2 separate regions of the Sus scrofa genome follow, and region 1 is linked to region 2. A link is a contact called in public Hi-C data. All regions are on one chromosome and are shown on one strand. Each heading gives the region's core, a stretch centred on a gene start, on an enhancer-like site or on the middle of the called end of the contact. The rest is flanking DNA. Distances are from core to core; before and after follow the strand shown.

Evidence for each region. Hi-C and Micro-C count contacts between places; a contact is called where the count stands out from the background.
Region 1: a contact with region 2 is called in a Hi-C map of embryonic fibroblasts, with 2.5 times the contacts expected there. The contact joins the promoter of GRK2 here to the promoter of AIP in region 2. A contact is called at or near these places in 2 of 5 promoter capture datasets (fetal liver and liver), 9 of 47 Hi-C or Micro-C datasets (alveolar macrophages, embryonic fibroblasts, heart right ventricle and 5 more) and 2 of 2 datasets of contacts at active chromatin or transcription factors (alveolar macrophages and skeletal muscle).

What each region holds. Positions count from the first base shown.
Region 1 is chr2:5,225,741-5,230,701 of Sscrofa11.1, reverse strand. It overlaps GRK2 (G protein-coupled receptor kinase 2), which reads left to right and starts at 3,287. Exons shown (of 21, transcript NM_001244878.1): 1 at 3,287-3,370. The coding sequence starts at 3,300.
Region 2 is chr2:5,047,055-5,051,594 of Sscrofa11.1, reverse strand. It overlaps AIP (AH receptor-interacting protein), which reads left to right and starts at 2,710. Exons shown (of 6, transcript XM_003122456.3): 1 at 2,710-2,935. The coding sequence starts at 2,837. It overlaps LOC102167294 (a long non-coding RNA gene), which reads right to left and starts at 3,752. Exons shown (of 2, transcript XR_002341427.1): 1 at 2,276-3,752; 2 at 1-1,310.

The DNA of each region.
Region 1 (4,961 bases), core at 2,038-4,537, 180 kb before region 2:
CCAGGAAATAGGCATGAGTGCAGAACAAGAGAGGTGCCCAGCTGGGGGCAGGGGAATGGGGAAGGCCACCTAAAGGAGGTGGCTCTTAAAGAAGAAGCAGGTGTTCGCCAGGGAGGAGGGAAAAGCAAAGGCAAAGAGGTAACAACAGATGGGTGGGCTGGTGGGGGTCCCAGGGCATAGAGGGTGGTGGCAGCACAAGCCTGAGAGAGGAGCAGGACCCAGTCATCCAAGACCTTGACTTGCAGGTTAAGGAACTTGTTCACCTGATCTGCTTTGGGCAGAATGGGGTGGGGCCTGAAGGCCCTTCTGATTCCCCACCCTCAGCAGCCCAAGAAGGCCTGGAGCCCTGCTTCTCAGTCAGACCTAGATTTGGGAGAAGCATCTCTGGTCAGGGCCTGCATTAGCGCAGCAGCCACAGGGATCCTCAGAAGCAGACAGGTTTTTGGGTTTTTTTAAATAATTTTTATTTTTATTAAAGTATTGTCATTTACAATGTTGTCTTAATTTCTGCTGTATAGCAAATTTATTCATATATATATATATATATATATATATATATATATATAATAAAGATATTCTTTTCCATTATGGGTTTTTTTGGGTTTTTTTGGTCTTTTTAGGGCTCCACCCGTGGCATGTGGAGGTTCCCAGCCTAGGGGTCGAATTGGAACTAAACCTGCCGGCCTACACCACAGCAATGCTGGATCCCAGCCACATCTGCGACCTACACCGCAGCTCATGGCAATGCCGGATCCTTAAGCCACTGAACAAGGCCAGGGAACGAAACTGCATCCTCATGAATGCTAGTCAGATTCATTTCCGCTGTGCCACGGTGGGAACTCCCTGTTCTATTATTTTAATGGCCACACTCACAGCATATGAATGTTCCTGGCCAGAGACTGAATCCAAGCAGCAGCTTTGAGCCACAGCTACAACAACACCAGATCCTTTAACCCACTGTGCCAAGCCAGGGATCAAACCTGCACCTCTGCAGTGACCCAAGCTGCTGCGGTGGGATTCTTAGCCCATTGTGCCACAGTGGGAGCTCCTCTGTTATGGTTTATCATAGGACACTGAATTATAGTTCTCTGTGCTATACAGTAAAATTTTGTTTGTTGCTTATCCCCTCCATGTATTATAGCTTACCTTTTTTTCTTGTTATCTTTTTTTTTGGTCACAGCGGGCAGTGGCTTGATGTGGGATCTCAGTTCCCAGATCAGGGATCGAATCCGGGCTGCAGGGGTGAAAGCACCAAGTCCAAACCACTGGACCACCAGGGAACTCCCCAGAAGCAGATGGGTTTAAGAAGAGCCTCAGGAGGCCAGATAGGAGGGTGTGGTGACAGATCAGGGTTGGAGGAGGGAGAGGGTCAAGGATGATGTCTGCAGTTCTAGCTTGGGCATCTGGGTGGATGGTGGTGCCCCCACTGAGAAGGGGACCTCGCCATCTTCAAGTGATCTTGCCATCTTCCAGGCTCTGCCAAGGCTGATTTCAGAAGGTAGGCTGAGAAGTGCACAGAGTCTCCTGCTTTGCAAAAGGGTACTGGTTGTTGGCCCACAAACTGGCGTGAAGCTTGGGCCCCAAGTACCTAGGACGGGGAGGGGATCTTGTCACCTTGGAAAGCAGAGAGAGGCTCTAGAGTGGCATGTTGTGATAGCGGGTGCTGCTTGGAGACACATGGGTTCCTGTCCCCATGGGCTCTCAGCAGAGTAAGTGCCCCTGGCCAGGCAGCACTGTGACCCCCCATGCCCTCCCAGGTCCTGGGGGTAGTGGGGCAAGGGGGGCGATGCAGGGTCCTTGGTCCTGAGTGGGAGTCCTGGGGCCAGGATTGGGTCTGGAGCAGGAGGAGTGAGGATTGGGACTCATGGAGGTCTGGAGTCTGACTGCATTTTTCAGCTCCCAGGTCCATGGCAACCTGTTCAATGTTCTAGGTCCAGTCTCAGTCCCAGTTGGATGTCCTGGTCCTGGGTCCATGTTCAGAGTTTTTTGGGGTTTTTTTGTCTTTTCGCCATTTCTTGGGCCGCTCCTGCAGCACATGGAGGTTCCCAGGCTAGGGGTCTAATCAGAGCCGTAGCCACCACCCTATGCCACAGCTCATGGCAACGCCGGATAATTAACCCACTGAGCAAGGCCAGGGACCGAACCCGAAACCTCATGGTTCCTAGTCGGATTCGTTAACCACTGCGCCACGACGGGAACTCACCATGTTCAGAGTTTTTGATGTTGGGTCTAGAACCCTGGTCTGCAGTGAATGGCCCACATCTGGGTCTGGGCCCTGCTCTCAAGTCCAGGGTTTAGGGTCATGATAGCGGTCTGAGTCTGAGGGTGGGATCAAGGTTGGGGTCAGCAACCAAGGTGGGATGGAGGTCGTGGTCCGTGGGTGGCATCAAGTGTTTGAGGTCATGGTCCACAATCTGGGTCTGGGGTCAGTGGTAGGGTCTGGATGTGAAGGGCGGGGGGGTGGGCTCAGAGTGTTGATCCCAGGCCATGGTCAGAGTCTGAGGTGGTGGTCCAAGGTCTAGGTCTGAGGTCCTGTTCGGAGTCTGGGGTCAGGAATGTTATCCGGGTCTGCGGTGCGATTTCCGACTGTGTCCAAGGTCAGGGGTCAGGGGTTACAGCCAGGCTCTGAGACCCAAGTCCCTGGGATTACGTTCTGAAACGCCAGTCTGCGGTCCCGGCCATGGCCTCTTGTGGAGTCTGGGATCCGAGCTGCGGTCCAGGTCTGGGTCTGGGGGCTTCTTCGGGCCAGGTCCCTGCCGTGTTCCACGTCCGGGGTCAGGGTCTCGGCTGAAGGTTGGGGTCCGAGATCCGAGGCCACGGGGCGGAGCTGAGACGGGGTCCGGGTGGCCCCGGGGGTCAGTCTCAGGCCACCCGCGCGGCCTCCAGGGGGCGCCGCCGCCCGGCCGCCCGGCCCCTCGCGGGCTCGCTGGCGCTGTGCGCGGCAGGCGGGGCCGGAGGCGGCGGCGGCTCCGGGGCGCGGGTGGCGGCGGCGGCGGCGGCGGCGGTGGCGGTGGCGGCGGCGGCGGCGGCGGCGGCCCGACTGCAGTCCCGGCGGGAGCGGAGCGAGCCGGGGCCGGGCCCGAGCCGGCGCCATGGGGCGGCGCCGCCTGTGAGCCGCGGCGAGCGGAGCCGCGGGCGCCCAGCGGGGCCAGGCGGGCGGCGGCGCCCGAGGCCGACGGAGCGGCCGGGCCGGGCCGAGCGCGCCGAGCGGAGCGGAGCGGAGCCGAGCGGCGGGAGAGGCCGCCGCCGCCGCCAAGATGGCGGACCTGGAGGCGGTGCTGGCCGACGTGAGCTACCTGATGGCCATGGAGAAGAGCAAGGCCACGCCGGCCGCGCGCGCCAGCAAGAAGATCCTGCTGCCCGAGCCCAGGTGAGGCGGGCGCCGGCCCCGCGCCCCGCGGCCCCAGACCCCCGGGCACTGGCCCCGGGACCCCTTCTGCCCCCGGCGCCCCGGGCCTGTGCACCTGAACCCGGCGCGCCCCAGCGCCGGGCTTGCCAGCTCCCCTGGCTCCCCGACCCGCCCGGTGCCCCCTGCCCCACTGTGCCTCCCTCTCCCGTCACACACTCTGCCTGGCCCCGGTCTCTGTCGGCCCCAGGGGCTCCCTGCTCCCCTTCATTCTCCTCGGGTAGCCCTGGGTCCCCTCCCCTGCCTGCCCCATCTGCCTGGCCGGACTCTTCCTCCCTTCGTTCCGCTGCCCCTGCTCCCAGCACCCGCCCCCCGGGTGCCACTGCCCCCACCCTGGCCCCCTCGGGTGGACACTTGCCTGAGGTTTGGGGGATACTGGGTCTTCCCCATTCTTCGGGTGGGTCGTTGGCTTGGGGTGGGGTTTGAATTCGGCTTTAGGGGCTGGGGCGGTGGTGGGGAGCAGGGTACGGTGTGCGCCCCATCCCATTAAGACACCATCTGTCCCTCTCCCCGCGAATTCGTCCTCCGGCAGGCCCTGCTTGCGGTGCCCTGTGGGTGCCATTTGCCAGGGGACGTCCCGGCACCCCTGCAGCAGCTGGACCACGGCTGCCACCTCTCTGTGAGACAACTGATGACATTGCACCTGATATCAAAGTTTAAACTGTTCAGGATTTAGGGACAGGAACAGACAGGATACAGGCAGTAGCTCAGGCTGTCCAGTGTTTTATGGCTTCTAGAGTATTTTCCCATTGTTTGAGCGTCAAGCAGCCCATGGGTGGGTAGAACCAGTGTGGAACAGGTGGGGAAGCCGAAGGCCCAGATGGGAGTAGCCTGCTCAGTGTCACAGGTAGTCCAGGGTGGTGCCTGGCTGCCAGATCAGGGCTTCCGGCTGCTGGTTCCACAATGTGGCCACCCTTCTGGCCTGAGCGGGGACCTGTTATTCTGCAACTGCAAGAGCCACGGGCCTACCACCAGTCCCAGCAACTCCTCTATCTCTGCCTGGGAGTTGCCATGCTGAGGCCCAGCCGGCCCAGCCGGCCCAGGAGCCTGGGCCCCTCTGAGCTGTCATGGTCTTATCATGTGACTTTGGGCAAGTCCCTTCCCATTTCAGGGCCTCAGTGTTCTCATCTGTGAAACGCGGTGGGTGCGAAATAAGGACTGTGACCGTGGCATCCTGAGTGTCTGAAGCAGGGCCCAAAGCTGCGGGGCCAGCATCTCCGGTCCCCTCCACTGGGCCCTGTTTGCTGGCTTTCGAATTGACTGAACACCAGGCCTGGGAGAGGAAAATCGGTCTGCATTTTGAAAAGGCCGTTAGGGCACCCCCCCCCTTTTTAAGACATTTGCAATCAGATTTCTCAAAACAGGAACCAGACTGACTGTCAGCTGGGGGCTGTCCAGGGAGCAGCGACAGTTAGAACAAAATGAGTTCAGAAATGACAAAGCCACGAGGGAGGAAATGGGGGCGTCAACCTCTGGGGTTCGCAGTGACTCTCCGTGGTGGCCGCGGGCCTCAAGACCCTCCTGTGGGTCGGACTTGTGTAAACTGTGAGGCGGG
Region 2 (4,540 bases), core at 1,461-3,960:
TGAACTCTGATTTGTTTTTTGTGTTTTTAACAAGTGGCCGCACCTGCAGCACATGGAAGTTCCCAGGCTAGGGGTCGAGCCACAGCCATGGTAGAAGCAACGCCGAGTAATTATGTTCTGAGCCACATGGGAAGTCCTGATTTGTTAAAATTGTCTGTAGATTCTGCTGGATTTTCTATGCAGATACAGTGACTCATTTCTTTTTCTTGGTTTAGTGCTTTGGCCGGGACTTCTAATACTTTTCGAAAGAGCACCATTCATAGAGACCCCTCCTTATTTCGTTCCTGCTCTTGAAGGGAATGTGAATGCTTCTTCTATCACACTGAATTGCAGATGGCTTTTGTCAACCTGAGAATCTTCCTCTTTTTTCCTAACTGTGAGTTTTGAATAGTCACCAACACAAGCTTTGTCAAATGCTTTTTCTGCATATTTTGAGATGATCATATGAGTTTTCTCCTTTAGTTCGCTGAAATGATGAATCACAGTACTGGAGGTTTCTAATGTTAAACCTTTCTTACTTTCTTGGAATGAGTCCTACTTGATTTGGGGATTTTTTTTTTTTTTGAAAAAAAAAATTGAAATTTTTGTGGTAAAATACATATAACATAAAATTTACTATCAAACTTTTTTTTTTTTTTTTAAGGGCCACACCCACGGCATACGGACGTTCCTAGGCTAGGAGTTGAATTGGAGCTCTAGTTGCAGGCCTGTGCTGAAGCCACAGCAATGCCAGATCCGAGCAGAGTCTCTGGCCTACCACACAGATCATGGCAACGCTGGATCCTTAACCCACTGGGGTTGGGTTCCTTACCCCTGAGCCACGGCAGGAACTCCTATCTTGAACATTTTGAAGTGCGTAGTTCCATCGCGCCCGCTATGTTCACAGCATTGTACAGCCGGTCTCCAGGACTTCTTTGTATTCCAGGACAAAACTTGGTATTTCCCTCCCTCCTCTCACCCTACAACTTTGTCTATGAACTCGACTACTCTAGGTTCCTCCTATAAATGGAATCACGTAGCATGTGTCTTTTTGCAAATGACATTCACTTAGCATATGGACACATTTTTATATATACCAGTGGATTCAATCAGCTTAACATTCCTCTAGGGTTTTTCAGACCTATATGAGCAAAATGAGTGTATGCTTTTCTTGGTTTATGGTATCCTTATCTGGTTCAGGAAATAAAATGAAACTAGCCTCATAAAACTTGTTGGTTGGCGTTCTCTCTTTTTCCATTTTCCGGGACAATCTGTGTAAGATACAAACTACTTGTTGCTTCAGATTTGGCAGAACTTGCCTGTAGAACTTCCTGTGTGGGCAAAAAACAAAAGCAAAAAACAAACAAAGCATGTTTCCCTTTCACCCCAGATGTTCTGCCTCTCCCAGGGGACTTCTTGTGGGAAATGAACCACTATAAATATCTGAGGCCCTTAGCATGCTGGTCAAAGGGGACGGACAGTGATTTTTCATGGTTATGAGGATGGGATGAAGACAGGCCCTAAAACGGTCCCTTTATTTGGTGACCTAAACTTCAAAAGTGGGAAAAGAGGCGTTCCCGTCGTGGCTCAGCAGAAGTGAATCTGACTAGCATCCATGAGGACGAAGGTTCGATCCCTGGGATAAGGATCCGGCATTGCCATGAGCTGTGGTGTAGGTTGCAGACACGGCTCAGATCTGGCGTTGCTGTGGCTGTCATGTAGGCAGGCAGCTACAGCTCCGATTCGACCCTAGCTTGGGAACCTCCATATGCCTCTGGTGTGGCCCTAAAAAGATTTTTTAAAAAAGGGGAGGGGAGAAGATTCTTATAGCAGCCATTCTTCACAGCCAATCACCAGAGCCAGAGAGAAGACAGAACCAGAGAGAAAAATGCTGTCTTAGCCCCGCAGTACCTCATTTCTATCATTCATGTACTTTCTGATATTCACCAGGCACCTACTATGTGTCAGACACCTACTATGTGAGGACACACCCACCCTAGACCCCTCAAGGAGCTGTCTCTTGGGGAGCATGGGAGTGATTCTCACAGGGCTACTGAAACCCTCCTTCCCCCTCCTTCTTATGCCTACTTTGTTTATTTTAGGGCGCCCCCCCATAAGGAAGTTCCCAGGCTAGGGTGTCAAAAGAGAGCTGCAGCTGCAGGCCCACCCACAACCGCCTCCAAATCCCAGCCGGGTCTGCGATCTACACGGCAGCTTGCAGCAGCACCAGATCCTGAACCCATAGAGCGTGGCCGGGGACCGAACCCACATCATGGATACTAGGCGGGTTCCTTACCGTTGAGCCACAACTGGGAACGCCTATCCACTTCTTTTGTCAAAGAGGAACATCCAGGACCCAAAAGTCACGACTATGGTGCTAGATATGCTCAAAGAAAGGAAAGCCTAGAAAGGAATACCCGAAAATAGTAGTTTTAGGGGGTGGCGTTACGGTCGAGCTCCCCTCGCCCCATTCCAGCTCCCTAATGCTCTTATACTTCTACTACTTTAAATGGAGTGGCTCACGGCCACGTGGGAGGGCCCTCTGGAAATCAGTTCAATGACATAATTGTTAGGGACGCCCTCGCCCCGCGGGGCGGACTCCAACCCCGCCTTTCTGACAGGCCCGGGCCCTCCCCTTGGACCGTCTTAGGCCCCGCCCCCGATTGGACCCGCGCGCTCAGCGCCGCACAGAGAACCAATCACCGTCCGCCTCCACGTTCGGGCCCTTTTTGGCGTCTGCCCTCAGCCAAAATGGCGCCAGCTCGGAAGTTGCCGAAGTGCTAGAAGTTGCCGAAGCAGGTCCGGAAGCTGCCGAGCGAGTCCGGAAGTTGCCGAAAGAGAGCAGCGGGGAAGGAGGATGGCGGATATCATCGCAAGACTCCGGGAGGACGGGATCCAAAAGCGTGTGATACAGGAGGGCCGAGGAGAGCTCCCTGACTTTAAGGATGGAACCAAGGTTCGTGTCTTCCCTTCTCCCCTCAATCCGACCGCGGCGCGCTGCGCATGCGAGGCGGGAGGAGGCCTTAGGCGAGAGATTGCGCATGCTCAGATAGCAGTGGTCGGTGACCCTACCGCGCACATGCCGAGCTCGACGCTGGTTGGTCTAGATTTAAGTAGAGGGTGAGTTCGGATGTGCGTCTGCCCCGCCCCCTGGCTTCGCTGTGTACCGCATTGGTCCGGGAGGCGTCCGTCATCGCACACTGGTTGTAGGAGGGGGGGGGTTGACCTCGTTGATTGCGCAGACCCAGAGCTGGATAAGACCCTAAACAGGAAACCCAGGCTCTGGGAGGGGCCCCTGGGTTGCAAGGTTCAAGATCTTTTATAGATGGAAGGCCCTTCTGAAAACACAGACCAGCTCCCATTGCTTAGATGGGAAAACTGAGGCCCTGGGGCGCACAAACCCAGAGAACAGGCCCAGAGGTCAGGTCTGCCAAATCAGAAGCCTTTGGGCAGCTTTCCACCTGCTCTACCTGTCATCGCTAGGGACAGATAAGGGCTGGGAAGTAAAGAACCTCCTAGCTTCCTCCTTGGTACATCCAGGGCCCCGGCTTCAGCCTCTCCAGCCCCTTCCCTCAAACAATGTACATCTCCAGGCTTCCTTGCTTCTGGTCATGCAGTTCCCTCCTCCTGGAGGGCCTTTCTCCGATGCCACTTGTCTGTAGAGCAGGGAGCTTCCTGGGGGTAGCCCTGTGCCCAGCAGAGCCGTCACACAGGACATGAAAATTGAGCAAATGCGTAACGATGCCAGCCCCCAAAATAACTGAAGTGACATACCTCGTTGATGACTAGAACGGTTTAACATTTAAAAAATACTGGGGACACCAAAAGTAAGAGCTGCCATCAATGAGGGCATGTTTCCTGGGCAGAGCTATGCTCGGATCGGGCAGGTGAAGATCCCAGCCTGTCCCCATGTGAGTGCTCCGAGGGCAGAGCTGCGTAGCTCTAGTGATCAGTGATACTAAGAAGGACCTTCCTGAGTGGAAAGAAGGGATGTGGATGTGGGCGGATTCCCCCACCAGCTGGGGGCTTTGGGGCTTGAAAGAGGTCCTGGCAAGGGAGCTGCTGGAGGGAACAGACACCACATGGAGAGAACACTGTAAAAATAGCGAAGCCCTACCGCCAATGACACCAAAGAAGAGGGCTGGGTAAATTAAGGAACCCACCCCCTGTGTTGATGGAGGGCTCACATGAGCACCAGGCTAAATGCTTGACAAGTTTATTTTCTTTCATTCTCACAGTGTAGGGTAGGTGCTATTGTTGACTGCATTTTACTGATGCGGAAATGGGGTTCAGAGGAGTGGCATGGCGTGGCGGTGAAGAGTGTGGGCGCCTCTAACCATATCCTGTCGAGGCTTGGTTTTTGTCTTTTTTTTCCTGCTGTGCCCAAGGCATGGGGGAGGTTCCCAGGCCAGAGATCAAACCCACTCCACAGCAGTGACAACGCTGGCTCCTTAACCCTTGGAGCCACAGGGAACTCTGAGGGTTCAGTCTTTAGACCTCTCTTCACTCACCCTGAGATAATTTCATCCAGGCTCCTGTCTTTAAAAAAACTCTCCATGCC